Linked DNA regions of Mus musculus: regions 1, 2, 4 and 5 are each linked to region 3. A link is a contact called in public HiChIP or PLAC-seq data. All regions are on one chromosome and are shown on one strand. The core of a region is the stretch at or near the end of the contact, and the rest is flanking DNA. Distances in the headings are between cores, read along the strand shown. Region 1 has its middle 97 kb from the start of Gm41249. Region 2 holds the start of Oxgr1 (oxoglutarate (alpha-ketoglutarate) receptor 1). Region 3 holds the start of Uggt2 (UDP-glucose glycoprotein glucosyltransferase 2). Region 4 overlaps Oxgr1 (oxoglutarate (alpha-ketoglutarate) receptor 1). Region 5 overlaps Hs6st3 (heparan sulfate 6-O-sulfotransferase 3).

Region 1 (2,700 bases), core at 17-2,516, 800 kb after region 3:
GACACGTCACATGGAGGGGTATATAAGCAGCATAATTTTCTTTGTTCGGGGTTGTTCTTCTTTCGCCTATGCAATCAATGCTCTCCCAATAAACGTGTACAGAAGGATCCTGTTGCAGCGTCGTTCTTCCTGGCCAGTTGGGCGCGCGCAAGAGGACAACATATCCCTTAACCAATCACATGAGCCACACTGCATCTGGGTAACTGGAACAGCTACCCTAAATCAACAGCCTCTAAGTCAGGTCACATCTTTAACACCCGCCCCCTTGCCTTCCTCCTGTACTGCTTCTGAGTCCCCATCACATGCTGGTAAAGGCGGCTGATAGCCCTCACACTGTAGTAAGTTCTGAATCAGTAGCCATTATCTTTCCCATGAGAGAAAGTTCCCAGGTTTAATAACTTCCTGGTTCATTACAAATGACTCTTTGTTTCATATTCTCCAAAGCCATCCCAGGCTAATTAGTACATTAATCATTGACTGTGATAAAAATCATTCCATATTATCGAAGCTTTATCTTAGCTTGTGTGTGTTAATGAACATGTGTGTTGTTGAGCCCAATGCTACTGTTCTCATGATCCCTCAAAGATGCAAGATCCCTCCAGGGACTAGGATCTTCTGCCCACTTAGTAAGTCAGAAACTGCTTCCCAATCAGTGGTGGTCAGCGGATGTCATGTGTGGTGCAGACCCAACACACTGCAGATTGGACCCAAGGCCTCTGTTCCTCCAGTCCCTGTTTCTTGTTCCTTACTGTGTGTGTCTCTCTCCCGAGGGAAGCCCACAGCCTCACTCACAGCTGCCTTCACCAAAGTGAACACCACAATGAGAAAGTGCTAGCCAGATGGAAGCTACGGTCTTACAATTCAAGTTCAGGAGCAGCACCCATCACCTCACCTGTATCAGCTCAAACAAAGAAGCTTGTCAGAGGAGCTAACAACCAAGGGCATGCACACAGGACGGGAAGATCACTAGCAGGCCTTTTGGAGAACTGCCTAGTATGGTTAGCCAGAGAATATTTAGCCTGCTGTCGTCCACCGTTTCTGAGACTCTTTCCACATGAATTTCCCCTAATCTTCCTCCCTCTTTTCTTCTCGAAACTTATCAGCAAATTCCTTCTCTTCTTTCATTTCAGTAAACAGAGGCAGCCTTTTTCTTGCTCAAATTATTTCAGACCACTTTTACTTTCCCTTTCCCAATTCCTGTAAGAGCGACAGAGTGGGAAGTGCTTTTTATAAGCTCAAGGGAGGTGGTTTTTGCCTCAGGCCAAGGCTGCGGCTTAGGTTCCCATCTGTCCTCGCCTATCTTCAGATCACCAGACACATTTCAGTGCTGCCTGGAATCCTGCCTCGGGCCATTGGTAGGATCATCTGGGTCAGCGAATATAAAGTCCCCCTGCAAAAGCTGAGAGTGATTGATTTATGACTTCCTAAATTAAGGATGCTTCACCTTCCCAGCTGGGTGGCTTTGATGTTTTTAATTGCACTGAGATGGAAATTAAAGTATATGACATACAGTGTTCAGGTCTTGAACACAGGTATTCTGAACTGTCCCGACAAAATGACAAGGACAGATACAAAGAAATTTTATCTCCAGCAACAATCAAGCTGCTCTGAATAATCAAAAGGAGTTCCTTCTACAGGCTGGTCCTTTTTAATAACACGTCCTGGGACAAAGGTTGGTGCCCACAATGAAATCTATCGATAACCTCCCCAGACTTAATCTTATAAGGCTCAAGCCGAATTTCCATTAGAGATTTCTTCTAATTTATTTGAGAAAGAAAATTTCCTTTGCAAATTTAGCTGACACCTTGCTAAGCTAAGGAAACTCAAGGAAGGAATTCATATATATCATTCATATGTCTTCAGAAAGCAAGAGAATTGACCTCAAAGTACCTTTGTGACGAAAACATAATACTAATAATCCCTAATCTTCTAAGGATAACCAAGGGAAACACCACATGACTCTTTGGTTGGTTGGTTGGTTGGTTGGTTTTTTGTTTGGTTGGTTTGGTTTGGTTTTTTGTTTGTTTGTTTTTGTTTTTGTTTTTTCGAGACAGGGTTTCTCTGTGTAGCCCTGGCTGTCCTGGAACTCACTGTGTAGACCGGGCTGGCCTCGAAATCAGAAATCCACCTGCCTCTGCCTTCTAAGTGCTGGGATTAAAGGCGTGCGCCACCACGCCCGGCTATCCCACATGACTCTTAAATGAAGTTAAATGTACTTTGTAGGATTTTCTTGTATCCTCATACTATACATTAAATGCAAGGGTGACTTGTATTCCTCACCCTTACTGGGGCAAAGACAAAACACCTAGTTAATGAGCCTGCTTCTAGAAAGTGGCCACTGCAGGAAGTTGCTGAACTTCCCACATCCCAAACAACCCTTCACTACCCATCTTCCATATTTACACGCGTTTCTTCTGGTCTGTTTTATCACCAAACATTTTGTTACTGCCCTCCTGTTCAGGTTTGGAGATCCTAGGATGGTGTAATGTCGAACCCATCCTTTGAAAGATCTAGAAATCCTCACTATAAAATGTGGTGGCTCAGGCTTGGTGTCTAGAGGTCAGGAATCCAAGGTCATCTCAACTACACAGCAAGTCTGAAGCAAGAATGAAGACACTGCCTCATAAAACAAATAAACAAGCAAACAAATAAGATAAATAAATAAATAAATAAATAAATAAATAAATAAAAATATAGCAT
Region 2 (2,700 bases), core at 35-2,534, 940 kb after region 3:
CACTGACTGCTCTTGCAAAGGTCCTGAGTTCAAATCCCAGCATCCACATGGTGGCTCACAACCATCCGTAATGAGATCTGATGCCCTCTTCTGGTGTGTCTGAAGACAGCTACAGTGTACTTACATATAAAAATAAATAAATAAATCTTAAAAAAAAAAAAAAGAAACAAAGAAAGAACAACTGACCTGGGCCTAGAGAGATGGCTAAGTGTGTAAAAGCACTTGCTCAATCTTGAAAAAGACCCAGGTTCAGGTCCCAGTACCTATATGGTGGCTTACAACCATCTGTAACTCCAGTTCCAAGTGATTCAACAGTCTCGTCTAACCTTGAAGATTACTGTGTGGTACTACTTGCAGGCAAAACATTCAAACAGATAGATGATAGGTAGGTAGTTAGGTAGACAGACAGACAGACAGACAGACAGACAGACAGACAGACAGACAGACAGATATAATAAAATAAATAAACCTCTTAAAAATAAAGAAAAAATGTCAGTTGACCTAGTAAGACTTTTCTGGAGGAGGATGTGACAAAATTTGATGCCTTTTAGTGACTTCTGCTAAAATCAGCATAACCTTGACACGATGCCCCATTTTAGACTTCCCTGATGACTGTCTTTATCTCACCTCAGCCATGCTTCCGAACATGCTAAGAACTTGGACAGCAACTTTGAAACTCCATAAAACTTCTGATATCAGAAAATGAGCCATTCTCTGCCAGTGTCTTTATGAGTTTTGTAGTGAGTTTTCATTTACTGTTGAGATCCTGGAGACATGTCTAGTCAATCAGGCTCCCAGGGCTGGGAAGCAGCTGATGGCAGATCTCTGTGGCTCTTGAGCTGGCCAGTGCCACCTAATCAGGGAGCCTAAGGTTGCAGTGAGAAACATTGTCCTCCAAAAATCAATAGGGAGAGCTCTCAAGGAACTACAGCTGAGATTAACTCCTGATCTGTACACACATGCATGATGCATACACTGTTTTTCTTTTTTGCTTTGCCTGTTCCAGTATTTAGCACTCCCGAGCCATGCAAGGTGGGTAGTTAACACAGGGAGTCAACATCTTTGGTGATCAAACTGACTGCTAAAGCATCAGAAGAACCCATCAATTGCCTTGTAATTTGCACAGTACCTTGGCAGAATTCTGGCTTTTCAAGTTGCTGCTCCTCTCCTCCTGACCAACTCTTGTGAGCTCTGAAGAATCACGTGCTTAAAGAAACGGGACTTCCCCGTATGTCCAAGGCCTCCTAAAGACCGTTTCCCGGAGCCGTGGACTCCAGGTTAGTCTGGCTGTCTTCTAGTATGGGTCCTGGATTATACTCAGTTTCATTATTTTCACTTTAAAACCTAGCCTGTTAATGTACCCAGCATGAATTATCCCCGATGACCCTTAACTTTGTGTGGCCAGAAAACAGTAAAAGCGTCCAACACGAACAGGCTAGAGGCAGTTAGAGGCAGCCGAAAGCGCTCACATGCAGCGCCGCCGCCGTCCGGGGTTTACTATTGGGACTGCTGATGCTTGTTAGAGAACATTGTGCTATAACATTCCTTCTAACTGCGTGTTCTGTTTTCACTTTCAGCCTTGGTATGTTTCTAAGGATGGTGAAAATATTAAGTGTTTACATTCCTTTGGATTTAGGTTGGAGACTATTAAAAGTGGACTCTAATTTGAGTTTATTTATGGGAATTACCCGTTCTCACCAATGGGCATACACCAGAGACACTGAGGGTTCTAATATGCTATATATACATTTGTTATAAACCACATATGGTAACACTTTCTGAGCATGCCCGGAAAAGCACCAAAGTCATGGGTCTCCCTTACATTTTCTTGGGGGTTTCCTAGGACTCAATCTTTTGGTGGAGGGAATTTCCTTCCAACACAAACAGGTTAGAGGCAGCCGAAAGTGCTCACTCGCGTGCATCGCCGCCACCGTCTAGGGTTTACGATTGGGGCTGCTGATGTTTGTTAGGGAACATTGGGCTGTAACATTTTCTTCCTCATCCCCAGATGTGGAAGGCTAGATATCCCATATTACCCTGTCAGTAGATCAGCACACTCCCCCTTTGGTTTCATCTCTGTGGAAGTAGTAGGCATATGATGTGGCTGCATAATGTGTGCTATCTTTTCAGGGAATGGGAGTAAACAAATTATTCACATTTTCTCATTCATCTTCCGAACACCCCTGGGAGGCATCAGAGATACTGAAGCCCAGTGTTGAGAAAGTGTGCCCAGTTGGTGACATCAGTTGTTCTATACCCGAGTGCCACACAGTCTTCCTCTGACCTCTGGAAACCGCACAACTGTGACTCCTCTGCCTGCACCCTCTGCACTCTCTTTTGCCCTTTCTGGTATTTAGTCATCTGTGACATTGTCAACAATTCCAACCATGACATTCTCTCCACCAAATGATTGAGTCCTAGGAAATTCCCAAGCAAATGTAAGGAAGGCCCTTTTCTGGGCCATGTTCAGAAAATGTTACCTTATGTGGTTTATAGCAAATGTATATATAGCATATTAGAATCCTTGACATCTCTAGTGTATGCCCATTGTTAAAGAGAATTCTATCAATTGTCTACTAGTAATTTCTATAGTATCTCCATGTGCCACATTTCTTTAAATTAATTATATCACAGTAAAGAAAAATTTAGAGGCAAACAAAGAAGCACTGGGTAGTGCACAGGATGGTAGACTGGGATTTC
Region 3 (2,700 bases), core at 95-2,594:
TTCTAGGGGAGATGGGAGGTTGGGGAGGGAGGGGAAACTGCAGTCTGGATATATAGTTTAGGAGAGAATAAATACATAATAAAAAAATTGACTGACTGGGACTAAATGTAGGATCCGGTCCATGCACTGCCAGGACGCACTGTAGATAAGAGGAAGCAGATACATTTGAGCTAGAATCTCCTAGTCAATAAACGCTGTGTGCCATCAAGTAAAGGCAAGGCAATATAGTGGTGGATTTTTCCTTTGTTTTGTAGAACCATGGGATGTTGTCTTGTAAATTCATAAAAAACAGTTACAAAACTGCTTATGCTCAATATTAAAGAACTAAATTTGAGACAAAGTTTCCCTTTTGTAACTTCAGACTAGCCACAGACTCATGTAATCCCCAGGGATTACAAAGGTGTATCACCATGAGAAGCAGAGTTGCCATTTCTGCTTGCGGGATTACGATTGTCTGCTTTCTACAAGGTAACTAAACAGAACGGAAAACAAATCCCTTTGGATGAGATATTTGGGGGGGAGGGTGTAACCGAGAAACTGCCTTCTCCACTGTTAATTTTGGATATAAATCAAAATTATACTCCAAAGCACTATCTGCTGACTAGAACTTTGCAGAAGAGCTTGCACTAAAGGCCACATTCTGCCCTCTACATCAACAAGAGCGCAGGAACAGGAATAAACTTGGGACACAGAAGTTTTAAAAATCGTAGGTGCGTGGGAAAGGTGGGGCGAGTGAGTGGCAAGAGTTGTCCAGGGACCATCTAGAGCATTGGTGCTATGGGTGTGGGGGGGCGCGGGGTGGGTGGACGACGAGATGAAACCCTATCTGAGAGCCTCTGATTAGGTCTGAGGGGATGGAGTGTGCGGCTCGGGACGCTAAGGGGGCGCGGGCTCGCTCCAGAGGACTGCAAATCTAAGCGGATGCTGGGGTCAGGCGGGAGAACGCCTCGGATTGCCGTCAGGACTGGGCGGACACTGGATCTGAGGGGACATGGGACTGTGAGCGACCCTGAATCGCGAGGTCTGACAGCATCTTGCGGGAGGGGATGTCTCAGGGATGCCGGGTCCCTCCGCCCGCCGCCACTCCCCGGCCGCGGCGCTAGCCGGGCCTGGGCACCCACCTGGCCTCCAGCAGCAGCGGGGTCTCGGGCCACTTCGCAGTCAAGTGGGCGGTCACCGCCTTGGACGCAGTCGCCGTGCTGGCGCCGAGCAGGGCGAGCCACAGCGCGACGGAGCGCAGGAGCAGCCTCATCCCCTTCGTGGCTCTGGCCCGCACCAAGGCACGCCGAGGGAAGCGCGAGACGCCACGCTACGGTCTGGTCCTCCCGGTGCTCCGCCGTCCACTTCCGGTGGGGGGAGCTGCAGTCCGTTAGTCCGCCGGTCGTGGGCGTGCGCATGCGTGGCCAGCGAGGTCCAGGGGCGCAGTGGGGGGAGCCCCCGGGTGGACATCGGCCCCTTGCCTACGCAGGGCCGCCGCGAGGATTTTCGGAGGGTCCGCCGCCGGGTCTGGGGAACCCAGCCTTCCATGCCAATCTACCGCTAGCTGGAGCTGCCCCAGCCCCGCTGGTCAGGGACCCTGGGTGAGGGCCAGCTTTCCGGTTAGCATCACCTGGGGGGAGCAGGAGCGAGAGTAGGCCTCAAAAATGACGTAAAAAGGCGCAGGCGACTCCTGTGTGCACTGTTGGGAGAGCTGTGATTTATCTATCTATCAGTGGGCTTTCCCTGCTCTCTGGCTGGTTCTGAGGGCTGGACCTCGCTCCCCGCCACTGCCACCCCCACCCCCCAGGATTCAGTGGTCTCCTGCTGCTATCAGAAGTGGCATCTCAGGCCTGCCACTTGCTTTTGGAGTTGGGTGCAGAAGTGTCCTGACTCTCAGCCCCTTGGAAGGCCCAGGTGATTCCTGTGCCCCACAAGACTGAGAGGCGCTGCTTCAAGAGATTACAGCTGAATAGAAAAAGAAAAGTCGGAAAATGATAGCAGTGAAATGTAAGAGAAAAGTGGGGAAAAAGTAGTTCAGGAGGAGCACAGAGCCCTTGCTTCCCATTTGTGTACACCTCTGCTCTGTGGGTACACCCCATCTCTTCCAGCTGCCAACACACACACACACACACACACACACACACACACACACACACACGAGACAGATGAAGAGAGGCAGAGAAAGAGAGAAAGCACTCCATTTACCCTCACGTGTTTAGTTTTCTTTAGAAGATGCTGTTCAAAAATCTGCTCAGGTGAATCTCGACGCCAAAGTGGCACCTTCACTACTGACTTCTCTCCCAGTGACTCTTTTGTCAGCTGTCGTGTCGCTGGATTTTCACTTTAGGACCTGAACGCAGAACTTACTTACTTCCTACTGTAGATGGCACTTTTCTCTGAGGACTCATGCCTCACTCATTTCTGGAACAATTTATGCCGAGGATCAGTAAGTATCGAAAAGGCCTGGGTAGGTCCTGGGTAGGTAGACGGGAAGTTTACCTAAGGGCGCCGAACTTGCTTTCCCGTCATGGAGCCTGAGGAAAAGTATATTGTGAATCCTTAACATGTTTTGTTTTCGTTTTTTCATTTTTGGTTGAGATGTGGGATAGAAGGAAATCAGATGTTGACAGAGCCAGCCTTAAATGGCAGCATGTCTCATACAATGCCAATCTTTACTCAAAAAAAAAAAAAAAAAAAAAAAAAGACTTGCTGTATAAGTCA
Region 4 (2,700 bases), core at 196-2,695, 920 kb after region 3:
GTGTGTGTGTGTGTGCGTGCGCGCGCACAAGCTTCTGTCACATGACCACACTCCCTACATGGAAACATGAACTATGGTCACGTAGATCAGAAAAGAGTTCTCCATACTAATGATCTAGAGACCCCGAGAGTTAGCCAGTAAGTTTTCCTTCCTGGACGTTCCTTCCTACAAACGGTATTTCATCTCTGGTCCACCCTGAGGAGGTGGTATGCACCCATTTTCCACGATGAATAATCAGTAAACAGCTTGAAACCAAGGACTGTCTCTTTCATCAAGAACCACCATGAGGAGCATGGAGACTGCCTTCATCTACAGAGCTGCATCTAAGTCTCCCTCAGAAAGACCCCTCTCCTCTCTCAGAGAACCACTGCTAAGGTAAGAAAAATCACTTATGATCTAAGCCAGATTTTCCATCCCGCTGGTCCCAGCCTCCTCAGCTCTTAGACCCAACTCCATTCCCAACTCCCAGAGACCCAGTGGCGCCTGGATGCCCAAGAGTTTGAGAGCCCCCAGGCTCTCAAATTCCTCACGGCAGGTCCGTGGACCCCCGATGTTCCAAATCCTCTGTGCACTTTGGTCTCCCACATCTTAGGTTGCATTTTTCCCAGATCCTCAGTGGTGTCCTGGCTCTTTGCTCACGCCTAGCACCTGACAGCGGGCATAGGGTAAATGCAGTCTAGCATTTCCGAATTCTGTCTGCCCAGAGACAGGGCGAAGTGCTGAACCACAGAGTCTGATAATCGCTTTCCTATGAAGAAGCCCTGAGCCCCGACCATTATTCGACGTCTGATTTTTCAAGCTTCCTTTTGCTCTCGAACCATTGTTTTCAATACACTAATGAATAAGACGCAGTTTCGTGGGAACAAATGACCAATTCAGAGAGTAATTGTATGTAAGTTTATTAGTCATATCAACACATTCTTTAAGGTTTAAAAGATCTAGACCATGCATTTCCTCAAATATTTATATCAACTGACTTATATTTACTACTAATTAAGCACAACATAGCCCAAGAATAACTTTAGCAATTTCTACAGTTATTATTTTTTATTATAGTACTAAAGGATTACAATACCTAAAGAGAATAAGTGTTTCCTGGAGATCTATCCCATGAAAATCAAAACAATGTTAGATTTGACTTAGCGCCTAATGTATATATGATACTAACGAGTAGCTCTATTTCACCAATTTCCTTCCCCAGGAAATGTTGACAATTACCAATAAAACTTAATATGATTTATAAATTAAGCAATTGTTAAGGTGGCCTACAACGCTGAAAACTCAGGCCAGAGGGCCACCTTGCTGTGGTTCGTCAGTTTTGGAGTCAGGGTTTCTATTTGTGTTAGAGCTCACTAAGTAGTCTAGGCTGGCTGGCCCTCACCCTCCAGGGACCTGCCTGCTCCTGCCAGCCCAGAGCTGGGGTTCCAAGTGCATGTCTTTGCATCAGGCTTTTGTGTGTGAGTTCTAAGGACCAGACCCAAGCCTTCATGCTTGTATAGCAGGCATTTTGCTGACTGGGCCATTTCCACAGTCTTTCTTCTGACTAAAGAACTAATGTATTCCTTCAGTCTAAAGAGCTAGCCAGAGCTGAAAGGAAAACTCAGACCAATAAAGGAAGAAAAACTTGTAAAGATAATGAGTTGTAAAAACATTAAGAAAGCACAAGATGCCTTTGGATAATCTAGGATTCCAGTGAACACAAGCCCCAAAGTCTGAAAGCACAGGAAACTAGGCATGAAAGAACACTCTTTTTTCCCCTGTATGATAATTTACTAATCTAAGGAAACAAAACCTTCCCATATAGTAAGAAATAAATCCAGTTACAAATGCACTAGCAGGTCTGTGTGAAGGCTCTGGCGGAGTAACTGAGAACAGCCAGTTATTTACAAGATACACAAGCAGGAAGGGTGAGCCTAGCCCAGCAAGGGCCTCAGAAGCCAAAAGTGTTCTCTCCGATGTAGGCCACATACAAGAATCCATCTTCCTCTTTTTCCTTCTTGTAAAGCTATCTCATAGTTAGGCTGGACTGTGGGACTGTCCTGTCCACAATCAGGAAGGTGGCCTTCTCGGAGGACAGCTGGATGCTTTTCCTGATCATCGCAGGAACTGAGCCAAGGTGATGTCAGATGGGACCAAGTACTTCCTTTTCTCAGTGTCAACAATCTGAGAGCCAGAGACTTTTTCCATGATCACAGGAACCAGGTTGGAATACTTTGCTTTGATCTTCGCAGATTCCATGCATCTGAGTTCCAGGGAGTTATCCTCACTAAATATTCACTTCCTGGTGGCAGAAAGCGGTAGATCTGCCTCAGCCACATATTTCTGTGTCTTGGCTTTTGCTTGGTTCTGGTTTGTTTGAGCCTTCCCATCTTGGCATTAAAGCTGTAGGAGGTCCGGGGTTTAGTGTACGAGCACTAGTTTCTGTGTGGAGGCAATTAGTTGGTGGCAACAGAAATACTCTGAGTTCCATGGTTTCTAATCTTTCTATATACTTTATTGATACTCGTGTAGCCCATTCTCTACCCAAAGATATCAACAAACATATTGCAAAGATCTCATAAGGGCCCTTACCCATGGCTTTGGTTCATAATGACCTGAATACTCAGTAGTTACTGTGGGCTCCACTGAGAGGGTATTCAGGATTTCTTGGAAGTTATATACAAATTATCAGGGCGTGTTAATTGATTGATTGATTGATTG
Region 5 (2,700 bases), core at 169-2,668, 730 kb after region 3:
TATGGCAAAGTATAAAGAGTAAAAATGTATATAATCTGGGGAAATAACACCTTTCCTATGTCTCATGTGAGACACATTAATGACTGCAACCTGATGGGGGAAAAAATAATATGCTTTAGCTTGGAAACATAGCCCTGTTCAAACCTTTCTCTGTCCCGTCTTCTCTCTGCTGTGCCTGGACTTCACGTTTGCATTCTGCTTCCAGTGAGGTGACCGTTTTCAATTCATGGAGACATAGAGATGTATGTTAAGAGATCTATCTGTCTTCATTGATATAAAGATTTCACAGGGACTACAGATGGAATTATTATTTCTTATATTTTTATTATTTTAATATATGGTTTACACATGAATATAATCATCTTTTGTAGACAAGATACTGTTTCCCAGGGACTTTGCAGTCATTGTGAGAAGGTGCTGCCCACAGTTTCCCAGAAAGATGTAAAATAATATTCCCACACATCGGTTACAGAGAGGAAACATACTTTGGTCCTGCATTTGAAAACAAAATGCAGCCGGGTGTGGTGGCACACGCCTTTAATCCCAGCACTTGGGAGGAAGAGGCAGGCGGATTTCTGAGTTAAAGGCCAGCCAGGTCTACAAAGTGAGTTCCAGGACAGCCAGGGCTATACAGAGAAATGCTGCCTCGAAAAACTAAAAAAAAAAAAAAAAAAAAAAAAAAAGACACGAAAACAAAATGTGGGCTCAGAGTTCCTTGGGAGTTCAGGGTGCTGGCCCACGTTCATATTGTAGAAGAAACTTTAAATTGGCATCATGGGGCAAGCTGTGGCGTGCTTTGAGACACTCCCGATTTGTCTTCATGATCTTCAACTTATCTGCAGTTGTCCTTGGCAATTACAGGTCCCCCTGGTCCCTCATTCTCCAATCTTTGAGAAGAACCCGCGAATGCCCTGCTGCTTGGCAGCAGACAGAACCTTATAAGCTTGGGTGTTGACTTGGGGCCATATGCATGCGGACTTCTGGCTGAGAGGAAATCTTACACCCTGTACTTTAGCCTGGGCGGAGAAGCCTCTGGTTTATGTCTGCTTTTCCAGAGATGTGGAGAGCTATGTACCTTGGGTATAAACTATTTTGGGTGCAGCTAGGTCACCTTTCTCTAGCCAAGCTGGAACAATGTTTTGTTTACCTGGGAAAAAATTTCTTTTGCTCGGTGGCAGCGTGACAGTTGGACTCAGAAATTTTTGATTCTCCACCATTGTGCCTCTCGTAACGTGTGGTGACATATGCTTATTAATCTTAGTTAAAAGACACCTGCCCAGATGGTTCTACCTGGGAACATACGCAGTCATCAATCCTCCGTTAATCAGCCAGAGTTCTTCCCTCTCGGCAACACACCAATTTGTTGAGCAGATCAAATCCTGCTTCACCTTGGTCATGTGTGGTACAAGCTGTGGAGGGGAATGGAACGCGTCCTTGGCCCTGAGCAATCAGTGCGTTGTGTCCTGATAACACACAGTGGCCCTTGACCTTCAGTTGAAATAATTAATTACGTGTTGTTCCTCTCATTGGGGTCGCTGGGTCTGGTCCTGAGGTACCCCCTGCCTTCTCTGTCCCAGGATGTGCTGAGAACAGCTGCACACAGCAGGATCCTAATCACACCCCCAAGGCTGGGGCGGACTAGGCAGTGGAAGCGGGTGCTGGGCTGTGATTGGAGGGCCTCTCCTACCACTTCAGTGTGCATTAACATTGCTTCCCGGAAACCCCTGAGTATTCGCTGCCTGCCACAGGGGCTAGACTTCTATAAACAGAAACATTATTCTAGGATGAAATTAGCCAAGGTATTAAATTGATAAATGCGAAGTGGAGCAGACTTGGTTGTGGGGAGACAGAAAGAGCAGCAATGAACTGTGAAATACGAAACAGCCCAGACTATTAGAGGAGAGGGGCGAGTTGGGAGGCTGCCAGCGGTGACGAGGTATTTCCCCCCACATCCCGATGTCTCAAAGGGGGATTTACTGTATTTTTACCTCATGCTTCCTTCCCATGTGTGGGTCTGAGAGTTGTAGTGTGTGCCTACATAATTTAAACAGCCATCATTAGGCAGTGCACATTTGATGTCTAATTAAGTCTCTGGTACTGCAGGATCACAAGCACACGCCGTCATCCTGGGATCTTTAGAGTCTGCTCCAGAACCAAAAGGCAGAGATGGATAAATCTGCGATCAATTCTCAGAAGGCTGGAGCACTGGGAATTTATTGCCACGGTTTTGCCCTGGGACATATAAGCTGGTTTTAAGTGATCCCTCAGGTGGGAATAAGGGCATTGATATGGCCTAAGAGTTATCCAACCCGTAAAATATTGTCTAAAAATAACGCGCTTCTTTTTTGTTGAGTCCTCTTCACCCAAATATTTTCTTATTGATTAAATACTGCGATATGCCAAGGCAAATTAGAATTATAGAAGGGGATTTGAGGCGTGCATTTCCTTCTGTTTCTGATTTCACATTTCTGACAGATTTCAAGCTCCAGGAAGAAATGGCAGCGGGTCACTGCCTTTCTGTTCCGGAAGAGTAAGGCACATCAGTGGCATCCATCCTCTCATGTGTCAGCGCCTCTATTCCAAACTCTGATCAGGGCATACAGCGGAAAGCTGTGGGCTTTCACTTAGTATATAAAAAGCTAAAATCCTGAGGTTGTAATTAGGCATCCATACATATCCTAAGTGTGTGCAAAAGAAGAA

The links. HiChIP or PLAC-seq counts read pairs in DNA pulled down with a chosen protein or histone mark.
Region 1: an H3K4me3 HiChIP or PLAC-seq map of neural tube shows a contact between it and region 3, with 4 times the contacts expected there. The contact joins the enhancer-like site here to the promoter of Uggt2 in region 3. A contact is called at or near these places in 7 of 115 datasets of contacts at active chromatin or transcription factors (astrocytes, embryonic basal ganglia, embryonic hindbrain and 4 more).
Region 2: an H3K27ac HiChIP or PLAC-seq map of embryonic stem cells shows a contact between it and region 3, with 15 times the contacts expected there. The contact joins the promoter of Oxgr1 here to the promoter of Uggt2 in region 3. A contact is called at or near these places in 13 of 39 promoter capture datasets (the 3T3-L1 cell line, cranial neural crest, embryonic stem cells and 7 more), 26 of 484 Hi-C or Micro-C datasets (brain, cardiomyocytes, cerebellar granule neurons and 17 more), 16 of 115 datasets of contacts at active chromatin or transcription factors (VIP interneurons, astrocytes, craniofacial prominence and 9 more) and 3 of 9 other capture datasets (adipose tissue, macrophages and pancreatic islet).
Region 4: a contact with region 3 is called in an H3K4me3 HiChIP or PLAC-seq map of stem cell-derived neural progenitor cells, with 11 times the contacts expected there. The contact joins the enhancer-like site here to the promoter of Uggt2 in region 3. A contact is called at or near these places in 1 of 39 promoter capture datasets (neural stem cells), 12 of 484 Hi-C or Micro-C datasets (Sertoli cells, brain, cerebellar granule neurons and 6 more), 10 of 115 datasets of contacts at active chromatin or transcription factors (VIP interneurons, astrocytes, craniofacial prominence and 7 more) and 1 of 9 other capture datasets (macrophages).
Region 5: an H3K4me3 HiChIP or PLAC-seq map of embryonic basal ganglia shows a contact between it and region 3, with 6 times the contacts expected there. The contact joins the enhancer-like site here to the promoter of Uggt2 in region 3. A contact is called at or near these places in 3 of 484 Hi-C or Micro-C datasets (embryonic fibroblasts, ganglionic eminence and nephron progenitors), 11 of 115 datasets of contacts at active chromatin or transcription factors (craniofacial prominence, embryonic basal ganglia, embryonic forebrain and 6 more) and 1 of 9 other capture datasets (pancreatic islet).

What each region holds. Positions count from the first base shown.
Region 1 is chr14:119,894,990-119,897,689 of GRCm38.p6, forward strand. No RefSeq gene overlaps it. Among named protein-coding and RNA genes, the nearest start is that of Gm41249, 97 kb to the left of the region's middle. Within about 2 kb of position 1,267, at least 16 of the 459 cell types and tissues checked have an H3K27ac peak or open chromatin away from gene starts, as enhancers often do. A contact at or near this core is called in neural tube, where this site is marked.
Region 2 is chr14:120,041,151-120,043,850 of GRCm38.p6, forward strand. It overlaps Oxgr1 (oxoglutarate (alpha-ketoglutarate) receptor 1), which reads right to left and starts at 1,285. Exons shown (of 4, transcript NM_001001490.3): 1 at 1,130-1,285.
Region 3 is chr14:119,098,090-119,100,789 of GRCm38.p6, forward strand. It overlaps Uggt2 (UDP-glucose glycoprotein glucosyltransferase 2), which reads right to left and starts at 1,345. Exons shown (of 39, transcript NM_001081252.2): 1 at 1,122-1,345. The coding sequence starts at 1,252. Gm16835 (predicted gene, 16835) reads left to right here and starts at 876. Exons shown (of 7, transcript NR_153786.1): 1 at 876-1,986; 2 at 2,199-2,425.
Region 4 is chr14:120,018,701-120,021,400 of GRCm38.p6, forward strand. Oxgr1 (oxoglutarate (alpha-ketoglutarate) receptor 1) reads right to left here. Exons shown (of 4, transcript NM_001001490.3): 4 at 885-2,700. It also overlaps the pseudogene Gabarapl2-ps. Among named protein-coding and RNA genes, the nearest start is that of Oxgr1, 22 kb to the right of the region's middle. Within about 2 kb of position 1,446, at least 9 of the 459 cell types and tissues checked have an H3K27ac peak or open chromatin away from gene starts, as enhancers often do. A contact at or near this core is called in astrocytes, neural stem cells and stem cell-derived neural progenitor cells, where this site is marked.
Region 5 is chr14:119,829,938-119,832,637 of GRCm38.p6, forward strand. The region is part of intron 1 of Hs6st3 (heparan sulfate 6-O-sulfotransferase 3); the gene reads left to right. Among named protein-coding and RNA genes, the nearest start is that of Gm41249, 32 kb to the left of the region's middle. Within about 2 kb of position 1,419, at least 49 of the 459 cell types and tissues checked have an H3K27ac peak or open chromatin away from gene starts, as enhancers often do. A contact at or near this core is called in craniofacial prominence, embryonic basal ganglia, embryonic forebrain and 3 more, where this site is marked.